Linked DNA regions of Zea mays: region 2 is linked to region 1. The links are chromatin contacts, called in public Hi-C maps. All regions are on one chromosome and are shown on one strand. Each heading gives the region's core, a stretch centred on a gene start, on an enhancer-like site or on the middle of the called end of the contact. The rest is flanking DNA. Distances are from core to core; before and after follow the strand shown.

Region 1 (3,892 bases), core at 1,327-3,826:
ATTAACACGAGTTAATATAGGTGGGCTTATTGACCATCCACACAGGGATTGCTGCCATGGCGACTGCTATGTGTTGTTGGCTAGGTAGAGCCCCTCCTTGGTCAGCTCCAGCTCTGGCTTCTCTAGAAAAAATAGCTCACTCCTTATATCCAGGAAGAGCCATGAGAAGAGCACCCTGTTTGGTTGGAAACACAAATTTTTGTTTAGCTTCTCTCGCAATGTGGGCCCGGTGGAGAGGAAAACAAGGGAGAGGAGCCAATAGAAGCCACGTTTTCTAACTTCTGGTTCCTTCTGGTTTTTGGAGGAGCTCCTCCCCTTTTAAGGAGGAGCCCATCAAAGAGCTCTCCCTTTAGTAGATTTCTTCAAGGAGCCGTTGGAGGAGCCCTTAAAGGAGCTCTACCAAAGGGGGCCTTAGCCACCAAGACCAAAAGCAAACTTTGAAACCTCGATTTGGGAACCAGTAAAGGACATCTAGCATTGATAGTTAATAGCCTCAGTTTGTAACCTTGGTAACTTTTGCCCAAAAAAATTAAGCCAGTAGGCGTAATATATGTATACACTTGTAATTAGATGAGATTCGAACAGAGAAAGATAGCTTTAAGTTAGGGGAAACAACTAATATGCAACTAAACCTTATGGGTAAGCATGCAAGCGAGGTTCCTAGTCTGTTAGATTAAGATCCAATTGTGGACATATCGTGGTTTGTTAGGGAGTTTTCTATAAATCTACACGAGCTGATGGTGGAAGGATTTAAGTGTTAAATGTGATATATGGTTGGATCATAATCTAACGGACAAGGTACATCGCTTGCACGTTTGCACATAAGATCTGATTGTATATTAGTTGTTGCCTAAGTTAGGGTTTGAGTGTTTGTTTTTTTTTCACAGCATGAAGAGATGGGCATGAAACAAGAGGCATATGTATCATGTATGAAGCAAAGGTGTGGTGTTGAGGGGGAGGGAGAAAGAAATATAGGGGCTAGTTTGGGAGACAAAAAACTGGAGAGGATTGGAGGGTCTAAATTCCCCTCCATATACAATTTTGAATAAGGAAGGGATTTTAGCCCCTCCAATTCCCTCCGGTATTTGGACTCCTAAACAAGTCCTAGAAGCGAATCCCACCGAAGGAGGTGGCTGCTGTGTTGAGTCGCCGCAGGAACTGGAAGTGCTAGACGTCGTTGAAGACCTGCGGGTGGTAGCCTGTCTTGTCACTTGTCAGGGCACTGGGTGACTCGCTAGTGGCTGGCAGCGAAGGCTCGTCGTGGCAGGGTTTGGCAGACGTGTTCGCGCGGGCGGCCTGCGTGATGGCGGGTGACAACCTCAAGATACGCGGGCAGAGCACCGGAGAGACAGGGCCGTTCCTGACTTTTCAGCCTAGTACATAATTATACATATATTATCAAATATTTAACGTATAAAAATTATTATACGCTATTTTGAACTTTATAAGATAACAAATGTAAAATATAGCCAAAAACACTTACTTGTTATCTGATATTATTAAAAATATCTTCTAACATTTTGTGATACAAAGTCATCGCTTATATCATTGAGATCAATCTCATCCAACAACTTTTTTCGATATATAGAATCGTCAAACCATTTAACATCTCTTGAGCTATTGTTGACCAAAAATAGTTTACAAAAATATTTCAATTTTAAAAAGCTTCTCTCTGCCGAAGCAACCATCATATGTATAGTTTATAATACTTTCTATATATCAAAATAGAATTTGTTTTGCTTCTTTAGTGGATTCATCATCATCAATATAAACATAAAAACTTAGTTTTTATGGGCTCCTCCTACACTTATACACCATTTGAAACAAACACTTAGAAAATTGTTTTGCCAAACGAATTATAAAACGACTCTATCTCCTTAAGAAAAGCTAAGGAGCCAAAAAAAAAGTCATAGTCAAAGCTATTTTTAAAGAACCGGAGCCTTAGGGGGGCTTGATTGCTCTCAATAGAGATTAAGAGCGCGATAGTAGAAGTGAATCTATCTGGCGAAAACTGTTTGGTAAATAGTGGGAAGTGGTTCTCGAGTGGTTGGAGAATATAGAGCAGGTTGGAAGTGGTGGGAAGCAGATTTTTTTGGCTCTCACTCTCTAGTACAAATGGAGACTAGATTCACTGCGCTCTCACCATGTAGCAGTTCACTTTTTTTACCGTTTAAGGGCTCGTTTGGCAGAGCTCCGCTCCATAATTCTCTAACTCTGAGAGTTGATTCTCTAATAGAGTGATTCTAAATGATTCTCTAGCACAAGTGAATCTCTTTGACGAAAACCGTTTGACAAATAGTTCGTAAAGTGAATCTTTTTGTGAAGTGAATCTATATGTGAAGTGATTTTTGAGAGCAGGGAGAAGTGGTTTTTTAGCTCTCATCCTCTAGTCTAGTCTAGTATATAAATAGAGATTAGATTCATCCCGCTCCTGCTATGGAGCAGTTTTTTAGTGTTTCGCTGCACGGAAGTGACTCTGCTAGCCCCTAATCATATGAGAGTGATTTTGAGTGTGCCAAACGCCCCCTATTGAAATTCCCACGCGCCCGTCGTTTGCCACCTTCCCCACCAGCACCAAGCGGCGAGAGCGGGACGGGGCAGAGCAAGAGCTAGGGATAACCCTCGCCCACCATGGCGACGCCCGGCGAGCAGCAGGCACCGGCTGCGGCGGAGTAGGTCGTGTCCGTCGAGATGCCTGCACCCGACGGGTGGACCAAGAAGGTACGGTGGGGTGATGACGACATGCTGCCTGCCTGCTTCTCTACTCGCTCGACCGAGCTGCCTCGCTTGCGTCGAATTCGGGGGCTCCCGGCCTCCGGGGAGTGGAATTCCGGGCCCCGGACGCTAATTCCCGCCGAATTCTAGGGTTCCCGCGGTGCCAGTCTGGCAGTTCTGAGTTTGGGGCTCTAGGGTTTGCGAGGCTGCTCCGGCCGACCGCCGCGATTCGTGGCCCCGTGAGGTTCCGGAGCTCGATTTGAGCTTGGAGTATGTGCGTCCCGAGTTCGGCCACGAGTGTTGGAGCTCTCTGCTCCGGCTGGGTAGGTCCGTAGGTGTGGTTTGTGAGCTACGGACCCCGTGCCCGGTTCGTACGGTGAAGATTCGTAACTGGGGCGATCGATTGGGAATTTGGGATTAGGGGTATCTAGAGATTGTCCGGGGTCGACGTGAGCCGGGGGGTGATTCGTAAATCTGGCCGCCAAGTGTCGTTGTTCACTTGCTTTGTTTGCTCGCTGTGCTGTGTTTGCTGATTGCACGGAGTGCCGAGTGTTTTGCTATTTTTGAGTTGGGGTCTTGCTTAGGGGTGGTAGGGTTTAGCCCATCGGTTTCCAAAATTCGATCTTAGCCATTTTGTTGATTGGCTTGGAATTTTAGTGCTTTTGTTTAGACTGAAATGCTTCAGTTTACTATTCGTACCCAAGCTTATTACTTCAGATTTAGGCAGTTGATTCTGCTTCGGTAGTTGTGTGCTTGTAGTGAGGCTGGAATGGGGAATCTCGTGCAGCTTGGAGCTATGGCAATCACTGCTAATAGGAGCTTTAGCTTAGCCATTTTGAGTTGGATGTTGTTTTCTTTATGATATATGTTACATTACAGGTTCCAGTGTTTTCTTATGTTTGGGCTTGAAATGCTTCATCTATTACTTTAGATTAGTGGTTGATGTTACTTGAGTAGCAGTATGTTTTCTTTATGACAGGTTACAGGTTCTAGTGTTTTCTTCCGTTTGGGCTTGAAATGCTTCATCTATTACTTTAGATTAGTGGTTGATGTTACTTGAATGACAGTGTGTTTGCAGTGAAGGTGGAATGGGGAATCCCGTGCAGCTCAGAGCTTTGGCAATCAGCCAGTCATTGTTGCTAGAATCTTTAGCCCCTGATTTCTAATTGGATGCTCA
Region 2 (4,041 bases), core at 267-2,766, 330 kb before region 1:
GGTTAATTAGAATCAAATTATTTCCCCCTGTTAAGTTAATTAAGTTCTTCTTTTGGAACTGGGGACAAGAGTTTTACCAATAAGATAAAAAACTAAGTAGAAGGAGCTGCAGGGGTATGCTCTTAATTAGCTTCAAAAGTGGCTTTCATAACACTAAGGCGATTGTATCATTCCATGTTGATAATTAAGGGAAATTCAATTTGTATACATATGAACATACGAATTGAATATGAAAAACTTGACCTCTCAGTGAACACGAATTACGAATTTTCTCATATAATAACCCCTTTTCTTGAAAATAGTGTATATAAATTAAAGTAAAGTTCAATAATACTACCCATGCACATGCATGTATATACACTGCTACAGTTGCCTTTGGTTTCTGTATAGTGGACGCTGTTCACCACTAGTTTCAGTTAATTAAAATCAAGGGATTCAAGAGAGCGCAACTGGAGGATATAATGCAGGAATTTTGTTGTACACCCAAAGAAATATCATACACAGAAGTACATTACAGAGCAACCAAAACAAAATCTAGAGAACTTCCAGAAGTACATATTTAAATCGAATTACATATCTAGCTAGCAAACTGATCGGTCCATGTACCTGGCCCTCAAACAGCAGAAAACATCCTTTCCAAAGGAACAAGAAATTTGAAGAACAGAAAAAGGATGGGAGCTTCAAAAGAGAAAATTCGGAACTAGATTTGAAGAAATTGAATCGAAGAAAGCAGACGACATGCTAGGCAGATCTCGTGAAGAAAAAGCCGATTTACTGCCTCTTTAATTTTCGGTTAACTGAGAGAAGGGGCCGGGGCGACCCCCAAGCCTAAACCAATTTGGAAGAGCGCAGGTAGAAAACAAATCGTGGGAAAGAAAACAGGCCAATATAACTGCGTGGCGATGAGGGTGCATGGGTACGGAGGCGCGCGGCAGTCAATTCATCACTGCGCATAAATCTCGAAAGCAGATTTAGGGAGGCAGAGAAAAAGGGAAAGTAGCAGCTAGCTAGGTACCAGTACCACTACCACCAGCCAGCCAGGCAGAGAGTTCATCGATCCTGATCTTAGCTTACCGCGAGAACTGTGTTGCAGAAGTTGCAGTGCACATAGCACACATGGTCCGCCGGCGCGATTTGGGCCGACGACATTCCTTCTGACCGATCGGTCGTCGTCTCCGCCCCCTGCCGCGCGCCGCCGCCTCCGGCCGCACGAACAACAGCAGTGCTCTCGATCGATCTCAGCTCCCGGCAACCAGCAGCAAGAAGAAGGAGAAGAAGAGCGAGGAGGAAAACCGTACCAACAGCTACAGCTCAGTTCTCAGCTAGAAAGGCAGCAACAAGCTAGGTTTGCACATCCATCCTACTGATATATATGTGGAGAGAGAGAGCGCTAGAGTGAGAACTGAGAGACGGTGGAAGGAGAGATTGAGCTATCCCACTTTCCTCTTTTCTTTTCGCGTAGAGAGAGAGAGAGAGAGAGAGAGAGAGAGAGAGTGCAGCAGTGCCTTTATTTGCTGTGGTGGCCTTATGTGTGTGGAACTGTGGAAGCAGCAATGTGCTGGAGAGAGGGGAAATGCCCCATGATTGCTACAATGAGTGGGTGGGAGATACCCTCCTACCATGCATGCCTATCTATCCATCCATCTCACAAGCATAATCTTGAAATAAATGCACATATAACCCTACCGTTTCTTCCTTTGAAAAAATCAATTTTTTAGGCCAACTGAATCTATGGAACAAATAATATTCAGAGTATGCAATATATAGATATTAGTATATACTATTAGACTGACTATACGCAATGCACTTGGAAATAAAAAAAGTGGCGATTACTATTTTTTTTCTATATATATACATCTCCATTATTCGAACTTAAAACGTTTGAATTAATTAATCCTGAGGATATGCTGTGCTCGAAGACGAATGTTGTAATCCAATAGAAACCATGCATGTGTATGTACCCCCTGCTGCTCTCATGCATGCATCATAAATTGTCCACCCACAAAAAGATCTGCACGCGTTCAGTCGTCGCGGATGAATTCTTCACGTATGCACAGCCACTAAATTCCCACTGCTACAGTCAGCAGCACTGCTGCGCCGGCCGGCCGGGCCCAAACTCTATTTTTCCCAAAGAAAATAAACTAATTTTTCTTGGGAAAATGTAAATCTCTCAGAAAAATGGAGTTTCCAAACTAGCTCTTAGTATTAATTAATTAAAGTCAGGATATAACTGAAGATTGGGTTTGATACGCGCAGATGTCAAATGAATAATGGCGAGGGCGAGATGCAAATTGGTATATGGCCCATGTCTGATGTATTAATTAATATGTGACATTGGCTTGTTGGATATTTCCTTATTATGAAAGCCGGACAGAAACGCGCTCAATCAGGGCATCCACGTCGTCTCATTTCATCTTCATCGTTGGATCATAGATGAGCGACCCACGGTGAACTCCCTTCGTCTGCAAAACCACGTCCTCTACGCGCTCGCTAAGTCGCTCCTAGAAACTTCACAATGCGTCGCGTCCCGTCCATTCCTTTTGCCCCAAAATCCAGCTTGCCCAAGAGCCTCCGGTTCCTCACACCTCTGTCGATCCCTTGATCCCTCCTCTCACACTCCTCTGGCGCTCCCTCCAGGCTGCAGGACCACCTCCAATGGCGCTAGCACTGTCGCTAGCCGCGAACCCGGAACTAGGGAGAAGCCTCCGCAACAAGGAGCCCCCCACCCGGCCACCCCTCGCCCGCCCGCCTCAAACGCCGTCTCGCTAACCAGGTACTTCATCCCTTCACACCCTACAAGAAGGCAACCTTCCGACTCCGCGACGATGTGACGCACCTTCCATTCGTTCGCTAGGGCAGCACGCAGCTTGCAGGCCGCTCGACGTCAAGCTCACTGTCTTCTTCCTGGCTTGCACCACCAAGCCAGCCTCCAAGACCACCGCCAATACCACCGCTACCTCGGACCCGCTCAAGGCCTCGATACTCATTCGGTTTGCCTCCTTCCCTCTTTAGTGTTGGTGTTCCCGCAGCAGGAGCAGGTGATGTTGCTCCCCGAGATGGCGAGCCTGAACCTCACAGAGGCATCATGGAGGACTTCGCCATATTTGCACCGTTGGATTGAGGTGAGAGGAATTGAAGATTGAGGAGAATAGCAAGAGCAAGATTTGAGCATTTTATAATTTCAGCATTCGTCGCGTTATATTTGGAAGTTGAAATTAAAGCATACAAAAATTATTATTTTGTGCTAAATCATTGATGAGTGAACGTTCGCACACTGCAGTTTCATGAAGGAAGACAATCTCTTAGCCGCGAGGAGAAGCTTACAGAGGCAACATCTCAGCACATGTCGTTGGGTAGCAGCCGAACGAATGTGTGATGGAAGCAGGTACTACTCACCAGTATATAATATATTTTAGGGGGTGTTTGGTTTAAAGGGACTAATGTTTAGTCCCTACATTTTATTCCATTTTAGTTCCAAAATTGCCAAATATAGAAACTAAAACTTTATTTTAGTTTCTATATTTAGCAATTTATATACTAAAAAGGAATAAAATGAAGGGACTAAACATTAGTCCCTAGAAACCAAACACCCCCTTAATCTCTATACAGAGTAATTTCGGTAATGGAACTGAGTGTTTGGCTACATGTCAAATTAGCAGCAAATAGTGTTAGTTCTATATCGGTGAGAACAACCTCAAATCAAATGCTTGATTATTAGTTAAATTATAAAAAGTCAAACTATGTAATGATTGTCTTCTTGGCCCCTCGAATTTCAACGAATGAAAGGTACTAAAAATGGATTTTGAGTACCAGTTCTAGAACTGTACTGATAGTAAAGTAGGACAATTAGTACCGGTGCTTGGGTATAATTGGTACTAAAAGTCCAAGGAATTTTTATTCTAAATGTTTATAAATTGATTTACATATGTACATGTGCACATTAATTAATATAAATATTCATGTGCATATTGAAATACATGTATATAGACTGTAGCATGGATATTTAATATATACTCGGGCAGTATGTCATACTCAACGATT

The links. A called contact is a pair of places that touch in the nucleus more often than the background predicts.
Region 2: a contact with region 1 is called in a Hi-C map of leaf, with 5 times the contacts expected there. The contact joins the promoter of LOC100272921 here to the promoter of mbd106 in region 1. A contact is called at or near these places in 2 of 25 Hi-C or Micro-C datasets (ear and leaf).

The regions. Positions count from the first base shown.
Region 1 is chr1:179,375,459-179,379,350 of Zm-B73-REFERENCE-NAM-5.0, reverse strand. It overlaps mbd106 (methyl binding domain 106), which reads left to right and starts at 2,576. Exons shown (of 3, transcript NM_001111705.1): 1 at 2,576-2,721. The coding sequence starts at 2,692.
Region 2 is chr1:179,709,140-179,713,180 of Zm-B73-REFERENCE-NAM-5.0, reverse strand. It overlaps LOC100272921, which reads right to left and starts at 1,516. Exons shown (of 6, transcript NM_001147373.1): 1 at 1,075-1,516. The coding sequence starts at 1,149.